Regions from separate parts of the Mus musculus genome. Here region 1 is linked to region 2. Evidence: chromatin contacts called from public HiChIP or PLAC-seq data. All regions are on one chromosome and are shown on one strand. Each heading gives the region's core, a stretch centred on a gene start, on an enhancer-like site or on the middle of the called end of the contact. The rest is flanking DNA. Distances are from core to core; before and after follow the strand shown.

What was found. HiChIP or PLAC-seq counts read pairs in DNA pulled down with a chosen protein or histone mark.
Region 1: a BATF HiChIP or PLAC-seq map of CD8 T cells shows a contact between it and region 2, with 10 read pairs. The contact joins two enhancer-like sites. A contact is called at or near these places in 1 of 39 promoter capture datasets (the C10 cell line), 4 of 15 datasets of contacts at CTCF or cohesin (CD8 T cells, the G1E-ER4 cell line, large pre-B cells and 1 more), 64 of 484 Hi-C or Micro-C datasets (the AML12 cell line, the AtT-20 cell line, B cells and 35 more), 6 of 115 datasets of contacts at active chromatin or transcription factors (CD8 T cells, embryonic stem cells and large pre-B cells) and 4 of 9 other capture datasets (adipose tissue, embryonic stem cells, liver and 1 more).

Annotation. Positions count from the first base shown.
Region 1 is chr2:23,086,345-23,092,602 of GRCm38.p6, forward strand. Acbd5 (acyl-Coenzyme A binding domain containing 5) reads left to right here. Exons shown (of 14, transcript NM_001355637.1): 7 at 1,141-1,275; 8 at 3,247-3,444; 9 at 4,132-4,238. Among named protein-coding and RNA genes, the nearest start is that of Acbd5, 20 kb to the left of the region's middle. Within about 2 kb of position 2,272, at least 16 of the 459 cell types and tissues checked have an H3K27ac peak or open chromatin away from gene starts, as enhancers often do. A contact at or near this core is called in CD8 T cells, where this site is marked.
Region 2 is chr2:22,952,407-22,958,932 of GRCm38.p6, forward strand. Abi1 (abl-interactor 1) reads right to left here. Exons shown (of 11, transcript NM_001077190.3): 7 at 4,612-4,712; 8 at 1,029-1,205. Among named protein-coding and RNA genes, the nearest start is that of Gm52502, 59 kb to the right of the region's middle. Within about 2 kb of position 5,140, at least 17 of the 459 cell types and tissues checked have an H3K27ac peak or open chromatin away from gene starts, as enhancers often do. A contact at or near this core is called in CD8 T cells, where this site is marked.

The DNA.
Region 1 (6,258 bases), core at 1,022-3,521, 130 kb after region 2:
TTAGTGGGCTATCCTAGTAGGAATATGGAAAATTTTGTTTCTGAGAGTAACTTGAATTGTGTGAACCTGACCCAGGTTTCTGTGGAGAATGTCAATATGTGGCCTAGAGACTGTTTTTATGGTATTTTTGGTGAAAAATATGGCTACTTTTTGTCCTTGTCTGAAGAGTCTGCCTGAAGCTAAGGTAAAGAGACTCAGATTAATTGCATTGACAAAGAAAGTCTCAGAAACAGCCATCATGGACTTTGTTCTCTGGTTAAGTTTCATGAAGAACGCTTAAACCAAGCATATAGCAAGCTGAGAAAGGGGAAATATAAAATTGTTTCAAATATTAAAGGGGCACCAGGAAGTGAAATGGAGCTGAATCCTGTGTCCAAGGAGATTAAATTGAATTAAGGGACTAGTAACCTTGGGGCAAGATCCCACCCAGCTAAATTTAGGTCCAGACATGGTAGCACAAGCCTTTAATCCCAGGAGGCAATGGCCAGAGATCTGTGAGTTCAAGGTCAGCCTGAGACAGAGCAAGTTCTAGGTGAGGAAAAATTTAAATCCAGGGTTGGAAGACCACACCTTTAATCCCAGTGTTTAGGAGGCAGGCATGTAGAAATTCTGAGTTCAAAGTCAGTCTACAGAGCAAGTTCCAGGACAGCCAAACTTAGGCAATGAAGGAGTTGGAAAACAGAAAGCTGGTGATAATGTAATAGAACAAGGGAGCCACGTTCTAGCCCCAGCAAGTGGCAGAACTCTGCAGTGTTGGCCATGTAGCTTGGGCTTTAGACTGAAAAATAGAAGGAACTACTGGGACAATTGGTACTGGTTAGCTGGAGCTAAGAAATTAGCGGTGATTAAGAAGAGACCAGCATCATTGATCTGGAATTGTCTGGGAAGTGTTGTCTGAGAGCACAAAGAAGCTGTGTTCCAGAGTTAGCCAAGATTGTACCTTGTGCTGCAGCTCTACTTGGTAATGTGTAAGAGTCACTAGGTGGTACTTTTTTTTCTTCTGTGTATGAGTGTTTTGCCTTTGTGTATGTAAGCGGAACTGGAGTTATGGACAGCTACAAGCCACCATGTGGGTACCAAAACTTGGAAGGATAGCCAGTGCTCTTAACCTCTGACCCATGTTTTTATTTCATGTTTTAGATCTTGGTAATGTTCTGACCTCTTCAAATGCCAAAGCTGTTAATGGTAAAGCAGAGAGCAGTGATAGTGGGGCTGAGTCTGAAGAAGAAGAGGCCCAAGAAGAGTTAAAAGGAGCAGAACAGAGCGGCAGTGATGGTAGGTGTTGGGTACCTGGTTAATACAGCTAATAATAATTTTGTACTTGATAAAAGGACAAGAGAAAATTTGTGCTGATTTTTGAAAAAAATTGTATATGATTAATGCATGTGGCAGCATTTGGGGTATTGACTGTACTATCAAGGTCTTCAGTGGATCAAAATGTTCTGCTAAGTGGATGCTGAAGTCATCGATTGGATGGAACACAGGGCCCCTAATGAAGGAGCTAGAGAAAGTAACCAAGGAGCTAAAGGGTTCTGCAACCCTATAGGAGTATCAACAATATGAACTAACCAGTACCCCACAGAACTGTGTCTCTAGTTGCATATGTAGTAGAGGATGGCCTAGTTGGCCATCAGTGGGAGGAGAGGTCGTTGGTCTTTCAAAGATCATATGCCCCAGTACAGGGGAATGCCAGGGCTAGGAAGCAGGAGTGGGTGGGTTGGGGAGCAGGGCTGGGGGAGGGTATAGGGGACTTTTGGGATAGTATTTGAAATGTAAATGAAGAAAATATCTAATTAAAAAAAAGGAAAATAAATTAAAAAAAAAGTTCTGCTATGGACTATCTAGGTAGCCAGCCTTAATGAATCATCAATCAAATAGGAGTTAGCTTAGGGTGGACAAGAGTAACCTACTTTTCCAAATGTTCTGCATACAATGACATATAATTAAGAAAAGGGTATTTACTTTTATTATGTGTAGGCGTGTTTTGTCTGCATGTGTGTCTGTGTACTATGTGTGTGCAGTACCCTCAGAGGCCAGAAAAGGGAATTTGGGACTAGAATTGCAGATGGTTGTGAGATGCCATGTGGGTGTAGGGAATAGAACCCAGTCCCTCTGGAAGAGCAACCAGTGTTCTCAACCGCTGAGCCGTCTCTCTATTCCAGTACTTATAATTTTAATTTATCCGAAACACTGCCTCAGTGTTTTGAGTTGATTTTATTCTAATTCTAACTACCCAAATACTCAGCAATCTCTGGAGACAACTTCTTTCTTTCCTTCCTCTTCTCTCCTCTTTCTCTTCCTGTTTTCACTGTCTTATTGCCATGAGAATTTTTGACATCTACATAATGCGTCAACACTTAAATTCTGTTTTTTTTTTTTATTTGAATAGAATCACATCTTTCTCTTTTCCTCTTTTTTCCCCTCCCATTTCTTTTCTGTTTTCCAGCAAAGGCTACACATCTTTTCATTTAAAGGTACTCAGCACGGCTGCTCAGACTGTATTAGTGCCAGAAGCCCAAAGTGAAAATAGAGCATTTAAGGACACATAGTGAAACCATTTCTCAGAAAAACCAAAACTGGGTTTTTTTCACGGTGGTGGACACCTTTAATTTCAGTGATTGGGAGGCAGTCTCTGTGAGTAGTGCTGTAATACCTACAGAAACCAAACGAAAGAGCAAGATAATGGTTTTTTTTTCCATATGGAGATTTATTTTGTTTTCGTGTGCGTCTATGTGAGCGTATTGTTGCCTACAGAGCTAGCAGAAAGTATTGGATCCTCTGTAGCAGGAGCTCTAGGCAATTGTGAGTCTGACGTGGGTGCTGGGCAATCTCTGTTGCCCAAGATGATGAAGATGAGGAGGAGGAAGCAGAGGAAGAGGAGGGGGAATAGGAGAAGGAGGAAGAAGAGGGGAGGAAGAGGAGGAGGAATAGTGGTGGGGAATGGGAGCATTTTGAAAAGTTAATGTGAATTTTGGGTGAGCTTTGGTATGTAGTAGTTCCTTTTGCAAGGAGCCACTCATTTCTCCTATCTAGATGGGAAGCCATTCAGAGGATTTTGGTAGTTTGGGAATTGACTAGTGATTCTAGGGAAAAAAATGTTTTTTTTCTTTCTATGTAGACTAGGCTGGCCTTGAACTCAGAATCCATCTACTTCTGCCTCTTGAGTGCTGGGATTAAAAGCTAAGTCATTATGCCTGGCTACAGGGTACTTTTGTACATCTCCTTTCTTTTTTTTTCCCATACAAGATAAGAAAACGCTGAAGAAATCAGCAGATAAGAATTTGGAAATCATTGTTACCAATGGCTATAAAGGTAGCTTTGTTCAGGATATACAGAGTGACATTCATACTGATTCTTCCCGGAGCACCAGAAGCAGTGAAGATGAAAAGCCTGGAGATGAGAGCTCTCAGCAGACAGGACACACCATTGTCTGTGCTCACCAAGGTATTGTCCTCACGTGATCCTCTCCAATCATTTTCCAACAGTTAAAACACTCTTACTAGTTCTAGGATGGTTAGAAATCAGTTAGGACTTAAATTTTCATGTTTAGTAATATCTTCTTAGGGTTTGTTAATACTGTAAGGGTTGGTTGCTTTGAAGCACAGTGAATTAGAGTCAGGGCATTTTCTTACATTTGTTTCTTTTTCATTTTGTTCATCATGTGTGCTGTGTGTACCATGGTAAGTCTGTGGAGGGTCTGTGAGGTCAGGAAGGACAACTTGAGTTTCTACCATGTGAGTTCTGGGGACTGAATTTAGGTTGGCCGCCAGCTCCCCTAGTCTTTGAGCCATGGTATATTTTGCTAGGATCACGCTTTGTAGACCTGGTGGCCTAGAACTGCTGATCATTCTCCTGCCTTAACTGCCTGAGTCTAGCTGAAGTTTGTTCAGTTAAGTAGATAAAGTTTTGGAAGCTTATTTAAAAACCATGACTTGGAATCAGGAAGAGTGGACTATGTGTAACTTCAGCACTTCAGAAGCTGAGGCAGGAACCTTGGAGGTTTGAGACCATCCTGGTAGACCGATTTCTCTCCCAGAATGAGTATAATGCCGAATTGTTAAAAATGAATGAAAATATATTTTTCTTGTCTTAGAGTATAGTTACACTGTCTGGACATTTGTTTGTATTTAGATAGAAATGAAGATCCCAGTGAAGATGCTTCAGGAATACACCATTTAACAAGTGATTCAGATAGTGAAGTGTACTGTGACTCTATGGAGCAATTTGGACAAGAAGAGGTAAAGATGACATTTTCCTATTGGCAGATCTTTTGAGTGGTGTTTCCAGTGCACAGAATATAGTATGACATTCCTGAATGGAAATGCCATAATAAAACCCATCACTTTGTGTGTTAACAAGAACTAGCAAAAAGCCATCTAATGCATAACTTCAGTTAGTAGCTAAGAAGCCTCTTCATTGCTTTGGAGACATGCCTATTGTAGGGCAAAGTGTTTGCTTTGCAAGCCTGTAGACTTTAGATTCTCAGAACTTGCACAAAGCTGGAGGATGTTTGTAATCTTAGTACTCCAAAAGTGAGATGGGATGTAGAAGGTCATAAGCCAACTAAACTGCTGTATGTCCTGATGAAGAACAAAAGACCCTGTTTACTGGAAAGCAAAGGTAGACATTTGAGTTTGTGGTTCTTTAACTACCACATGTGGGCTGTGGCTCTCTGCTAAAATAACAGCCATGAACACATTGGAGTACCTACTACATATCACACATGCATAAACTTTCTCTCTCTCTCTCTCTCTCTCTCTCTCTCTCTCTCTCTCTCACATACACACACACACAGACATGACTAAACCTTGAAAATGCTTAAACATTTATAGTTTTATGTGTGTGTGAGTATGTGTAAATTAAAGTTTATAATAAAGGTGAGAGATGGCTCAGTGTGTAAGAGAACTTACTGCACAAATATGTGAGCACCTAGGTTTGAATTCTCAGCATCCATATCAAAACCATGTGTAGAGGCCAGCATGGTGGTGCACAACTTTAATCCCAGAACTCAAGAAGCAGTGACAGGCAGATTTCTGTGAGCTTAGTCTCTCAGGGCTATATTGTAAAACTGTCTCAAAGGAAAAGAAAGCCATTAGTGGCTATGTGTGCCTGACCCTCTTCAATACCATGGGGAGCAGAGAGAGGATGGCCACTGGGGTTTTTTGCTGTCAGGTCTAGGTTCAGTGAGAAATCCTATAGGCGATCAGATACTGTCTGCATGTGTACCATGGGGGTACATGCCTGCACTGATACATGGGCATATCTCACACACACACACACACACACACACACACACACACACACACACACACACATAATATACCACATCATTTTATTTGAATACTACAATAGTAGAATTAGAATACAATTATATTAGAACACTACATTAGAATTAGCATGCTAATATAATAGTAGAATAATATAATAATATAGAATTCCATGATAATTTACCTTATGTGCATTTTATAAATATTCTGTAGCAGGGAGAATGGAGGTGTAAACTGTGTAACCATGAGCTTTTCTACCTGGCCTCTTTGTTCTCAGAACAATGACTCTGAAACTTAATTATTTATGAATAAATGCCTAGGCCAAAAGCTATGACTCATTCCCTGACTAGCTCATAACTTTTATAACAAAAATATTATATAACAAATGGGTTCATTTATTTATTCTAGTCTGTGTCTCCCACCTGGCTAATTACCTCTCCTCATTTTCATTCGTCCATCTCTTCTGAGTCTGGACAAAGTCTCTCACCTCTCTAACTTCCAGAGTTCCAATCTCTCTCTACCACAATTCCCACCTTCTATTTCCTGCCTTAGCTAATAGACCATCAGCTTTTTATTGACAGGTGATACTTCTCTGTACAAAACTGTTTATGCTACTGTCCCTGCTAAAACATTGATTAGTGAAGAAAATTGAATGATCTTCAGATGTAAATTCTTCATACTGACTATATTCCAGTCAGTTAAAATTTTTAGTTCTAGGGCTGGGGAGCTTGTTTAGCAGTTAAGACCCAATTTCGAGTGTTAGCATCCATGTCAAGACAGGTCACAGTTGCCTATGAACCCAGCTGCGGGGGATCTGGTGCCCTCTTCTGGGCTTTAAGGGTATTACTCTTATTTGCAAACACCATACAAAGTCACATACAAAATGTTTACATGTGCGCACGTATACACACACACACACACACACACACACACACAACTACAAGTAAAATGAAAACTTTAAAACCAAAAACTACTTTCGTAAAAATAATAT
Region 2 (6,526 bases), core at 3,890-6,389:
TTAGGCATAGTGGTGCTTGCCTATCATCCCAAAAAGAAGGAGGGCTGCAAGTTCAAGGCCAGTATGACTTAAGCAGTGCCAGGCCAGTTACTTAGAGCACTAACTTTCAAAGCTATTTCAAGGCTACAAAGTATGGCCTTGTCTTTTAAAAAAAACAAACAAACAAGCAAAAACCAAAAATATGCACGTAATATGAATACAAATAAAAGAGCCAAGCAAATCCCATGTAATGCAGAGTAGTCACCATTATTTTTATAGAACATTCAGTTCTAGAAATACTTAAAATGAAGCTGCCATAGAAAAACCTGTCAGCCACACCCAGTAACTTCACGACAAAAACAAATACTGGACAACAGGCTTATTTCAAACTATTTTTGTTCTGAATTTAGTATCTTAACATGGAAAGTGAACTCAATGATTATCCTCAGATATTCAAGCCTTTCCTTTCTAACTCTATTTTCTGTAAAAGGTTTTAAACACTGGCTGTAATTAGTACTGAGATGTGTATTTTGAAGTAAACAAAGGGAAATCAAAAGAAAATCCCTCCCACCTGTTAGAATTATTCAGAAAGAGAAAGTAAGCAGGCATTGTAAATGTTTTCATTTGAAAGCATTTCAAAAGAGGTCACAACCTTAGAAGTGATAGCCAGCAATTTCTTTTCATTAAATTCTTTAAAAAGTTCTTTGGCTGTGTTTGTGTCTTCGTACCATTACTGAACCATCAAAATCATGCTGATAAAATTTAAGATTGTTTTGTTCTCTAGTTCAAATTATACTGTAGTAATACTAATAATAGCACATTAAAATATTTGTTGAATTTGGTAGATTAAGTATACTTGAGTGAACCCTGGAGAATAAATAAGCAGTAATATTTAAGATGGTTATTCAAGGATTAACATTCAAAGCAAAAACAAGCATGAAATAGCATGGCTTAAATTGTTGTCTATCACAGTCAAGAATAACAGTTTCAAATAATTTCCTTTAAAAAGGAGCTCCACTATTGCTGTATGCCTGCAAACACAAGCTTACTTGAATTTTGAGAATAAAGTGGACCTCCATTAACATGAGGCTGAGCAGAGAATTGGGCGGCCACAGAAGGAGTTCGTCTATATCCACCAGAAGATGTCGAAGAAGTGGTAGAGTTGTGTCGAGAAATCTGCCTGGTCATTGTGCCATACTGGGAACCAGGAGCTGCGCCAGGGGCTGCTGAAAAGCATTAGTCAAAGGCAACCAAGAAAGCATTACAAACACCCCAAGTGACAGGACAGAGGGGAGGGGGTTCTTATTTTTTTTGGAATGCCCAGACATAAAATAAAAAAAGAAGATGAAAATCAAATTATCTCCACTTCTAAAGTATATAAACAAGAAGACAGCTAGTGCAAAGAGCTACAAAAGTGACCATTTGAGCATTGCTAATCCTTTGCAATAAGCATAGTCCTGAATGCTATTTTGCTAATGCTATATGTAATTTACATGTGCATTTCAGAATGTTCACTAGACAATGCGCGAGAACAACTACTCTGGTATGGTAAGTAACCCAGGGATAATCTGAAATATATGAAAAGGAATATATGTGTAAGTTGTCTGCAAGTACTACACCATTTGATTAAGGAACTTGAGTTATCTAAGGATTTTGTATCTATTGGAGGTGGGGTGTACAAGAATCAATCACCTGAGGGGATGAAGGACAAGTGTATAAAGCTTTTGTATGTACACTGGCTCCAACAAAATGAGTACCACACACAGTCTGAGTAAGGCACTAGCTGTTAGCTGTGGGTCATTCATGACTGCTTTATAAACAGCTTCCTCTTCACAGCCAAGTTTCGGAATTTGATTTAAAATTCTATCTGGCTAAAAAGCTCAGGATAAGTAATAAAGTAAACAATAAAATTTAAACTGCTAAGTATATTTTTCTGATTTTTATAACTGTTAGTAATTACTGTTATTAATTATTTAGGTTGTATTTAGGTACTATTCTAACACTAAGAACTATCACTCCTTCTGAATGAACACTGCTAAGTATAGTCCCTGAATTTCCCTACGCTTCAGCACTGATGAAAATCTCCCCTTGAGAGCTTGTTGTAATGGAAATTTATGGGTTCCATTTTCGGAGATTTTTAACAAAGTAGATCTAGGATGAGTTCTGAAACTGAAATTTCTACCTAATTCCTCTACGTTAATAACCAATTTGGGACTATTGCTCTGAAAGTTAGTGCTCTAAGTAAGCAGTTAGCAAACATTTTTTTCTTTAAGTCGACTCTTAAAAACTAAAAATTAGGTGTCCCTGGAGTGGGTTACACCTACATGAAATGACCATATTCAAACTGACACAGCTTTAAGGTGAATTTATATACAAGTACACAAAGACTTCACGGAGCCTCTAGAAAAAAAAATTCTGACAGAATGAGGATGAAAAAGACATGTAATAGCTTTGACCTCACAAACTTAACAGAGAGTTTTCTGAGAAATAATGTTCTGATGTTAGTACCTAAGACTGACACTGAAAGATGCTGTTTACCTTGATTAGTAAGCAAAAGGGGTTTTGGTAAAGGGAGCAAGCATATCAACAAACACCAGCAGTATAGCACCAGTTCCACACACCCCAACAAGGTGAGCTGTCTGTCTGCATTTTTACTTATCCACTGTGGCTTCAACAATCATCTTCCAGGCTCACAGACTTTCTTTCAGTGATTTCTATATCCATGGGATTTTGTATTATCTCCTTCCCTCTCCTTTTCCTCAGTATACATAAATGTTTTGAAAAATAATCTAGGGCTGGTGAGATGGCTCAGCAGGTAAGAGCACCCGACTGCTCTTCTGAAGGTCTGGAGTTCAAATCCCAGCAACCACATGGTGGCTCACAACCATCTGTAACAAGATCTGTCTCCTTCTTCTGGAGTGTCTGAAGATAGCTACAGTGTACTTACATATAATAAATAAATATTAAAAAAAATAATCTAAAAATATTTTCAGTTTAATTTCATCTAAATTAATTCTCATAAGAGACACCTCATTATTTATCTTAAGTTCTGTGTACTTCTAAACTGAATGTAAATTTGGGTGTGGGAGGGAGTTGAGACAGGATTTCTCTGTGTAACATCAACCAGACTGGTCTTGAACTCACAGAGACTGCCTGCCTCTGCCTCCTGTATATGCCACACACTGCCCAGCCTGGATCTAGAATTCTTTGTATTAGCATTCAGTCTAGTCCTTCCCAACTTAAAGACAATTTGAATGCATCCAATTGATAAAGTTACTTCAGAGCATTCTCAGCTATCTGAAACCTGGGCTGCTGCAAAAATTTTCAAAGAATAATCCAAAAGATAGCACCACAGCAGCCCAGTCACACTCTATTTCCTTTCCATGTTCCACTTCCTATCTCCACCTTCAGCCCAGTCCTTTGACTGGATGTAATAACTGCCAGTTTTTGTCAATCTAAATAAATCACAAATAAAAATCCCATTAAGTTTGTTGTAAATCATACATAGGACCACATTGTATTTAATAAAGAGTCTTCTCCGTGTTCTTATAGTGTTAAGTTCAAAGGTCCTTCACCAGAAGAAATTAGAAATAATTAGATTTAATTCTTTAACTTTTAGTGGTACCATCTATAATCCAGTAACTGCAGCAACTTGTAATCTATCAGCTACAAGAGTTAAGTGCAGATATGTAAAATTTATCTAATGGTTCCCCAACGCCTACACAGTCTCATCAGCAACACTCACTGGGAGAAGTATGACTCCAGGAAGCCAGACACAATGTTTTCTAGCAAAATAGTTTATCACTCAGATCGGAGTGTAAGAAAACAGAACCAAAAATTCCAAAATGGCAGGAAAATACCGCATATTGAAGACAAAGAAAAAAAAACAAACATCCGTATATAAAACAAGTTCAAATGAGTTTATAAATGCAGTACCCACAAAATGAGCCTGTGTTTATAACAGGATCATTTTTCTTGAACAATACTTTGAAAAGGTAAGATAGTTTCCTCTCATTTTTTTATTATGATTACCTTTCAAACATTTTTTTTAATATACACATTTTGTTTCTGGATAGCTTGGGCTACACAGAAATAACCTACCTCAAAAAAGTCTACATTTCACTGACTCAATTTCAAAGGGTTAACTGAATGTTCTCCCAGAATACCTTAAATTTACATACTTTCTAAAAAGGTAAAATAAATTTTCATATTTTTAAATATCATCTTATATTCACCAGATTTCACTAAAACAGGTGCTGAATCTCATACATAAATAGGAAGGCACAAATACATTGGTTTAGCAATACTGACCTTCTGAATGAAATATTATGCAAAATGGTTTGCTTTTGAAATAATAAACATCACAAACTATTAGAAAGGCAACATTTACTAAAACAAAATGGCCAAAACTGACTTAACAAAGTGACTTCTCTGTACCACACATACAGCTTGTAAAACCCTAACAATTTTGTGAAAATTAATCTAAAAATATCATATTTTTATATCTGCCTTTATTATAGCAATAGCCACAATCTAGTAACTAATTTCATTCAATATACATAGAGTGTTTTAGCCTCCATAATAAAGTGAACAGACACAACACAGTGAAGCTGAGGGTACTAACTACCGTACCTGGGCCCGCAGTGGGCGGTGAGGGCGTAGGCACAGCAATAGGAATGCCAATGCTGCTGCTCCCACTGTTCTCTCGGCTTCCGCTTCCTCCACTACTTCCACTGCAAAGAAGAGAAGCATTGGAAAATCATTTTTATACACTGATTTAAAAAAAAAAAAACTTAATCTAAACTGGAGCTACTAAATACTCTTTAACTTGGTTAACCTTTAGCCTATTATTTAAAATGGTTCTTGTGTTACACTGTTCTTCAAGAACTTTAAAACTAGTAACTAGCACAGTTTTTGAACCCTACCTGGCCTTAATTCCCAGCACTCTGAAGGCAGATACAGGTGGATCTTTGGGTGTTCAAGACCAGCCAGGGGTGCATAATAGGACCTTGTCTTAAAATGGTAATTATAGTCTAAGTCTTGAGCAGTGAAATCTCACAGTCAGTGAGTTACAAATGTCTATTTCAAGCCTGCTGTGACTAAGAGTAAACAGCCTGTTGTGGTGGCATACTGCACATTCAGTACTGGCTAAGTCTAGAGGTTCTTGAGTCTGAAACCACCTGGCATACATAATGAGGCTCTTGTTTCCCCTCTGTGATGGTTTGTATATGTTCAGCCCAGGAAATGGCACTATTAGAGGGTGTGGTCCTGTTCTAGTAGGTGTGGCCTTGTTGGAGTAGGTGTGTCACTGTGGGTATGGGCTTTAAGACCTTCATCCTAGCAGTCTGGAAATCAGTATTCTGCTAGCAGCCTTAGATGAATGTAGAACTCTCAGCTGCTCCCGAACCAGGCCTGCTGGGATGCTGCCATGTTCCTGCCTTGATGATAATAGACTGAACCTCTGTGCCTATAAGCCTGCCCCAATTAAATGTTGTCCTTTATAAGACTTGCACTCGTCATGGTGTCTGTTCACAGCAGTAAAACCCTAACTACAACAACCTCCTTCTGTCTCAGAAAGGAACTGTGAACCATACCCTCACAAAACTCTATACTAGAACATGAGAAAACAGATAATTCAAAAAAGAAAGTAAAGAACATTGGGGGGGGGGAGCGCATAATCCTTGTCTGAAAATCAGGAAAAACAATTTCTCCCTATCTGAAAGAAAAGTAAAAGGGGCATGGTGGCACACTAATGTAATCCCTGCATTTAGGAGGCTGATGAAGGAGTATGGCAACTTCTAGGTCAGTCTAGCCTATACAGCAAAGCCACGTTTCCAAAACAGAAACAAACTGAGCACAGCGGCACACCTTTAAACCCAGCACTGGGAAAGCAGAAGCAGGTGAGTCCCAGGATGGCCCAGAGGTTAAGAGCACAAACTGCTCTTCCAGAGGTTCTGAGTTAAATTCCCAGCAACCACATTGTGGCTCATTATCATCTGTAATTGGATCTGATGCCCTCTTCTGGTGTGTCTGAAGATAGCTACAGTGTACTCATAGACATAAAATAAATCTTTAAAAAAAAAAAAAGTTCAAGACCAGCCAAGGTTACACAGTGAAACCTTGCCTCAAATGCAAACCAACAACAAATAAAAAATATATAAAAACAAATTGAAGACAGGTGATAAGGAATTTTCTGGAAAATAAGTGTGGTGATTTGATAGCCTCATATATTTGAACGCTTGGTCATCAGGAAATAGCACTACTTGAGAAGGATAAGTAGGTGTAGCCTTGTTGGATTAAGTGTGTCACTGAGAGTAGACCCTAAGGTTTCAAAGCCTCTTCCTGCTGGCTGTGGATCTGGCTGTAGAACTCTTAACAACTTCTCCAGTACCACGTATGCCTATGCCACTATGCTTCCCGTCCTGAAGATAATGGACTCAACCTCTGTTTAAGACTGGACCAAGTGAGGCCAGCCTGGTCTACAGAGTGAGCTCCAGGACAGCCAGGGCTACACAGAGAGAAACCCTGTCTCAGAAAACCAAAAAAA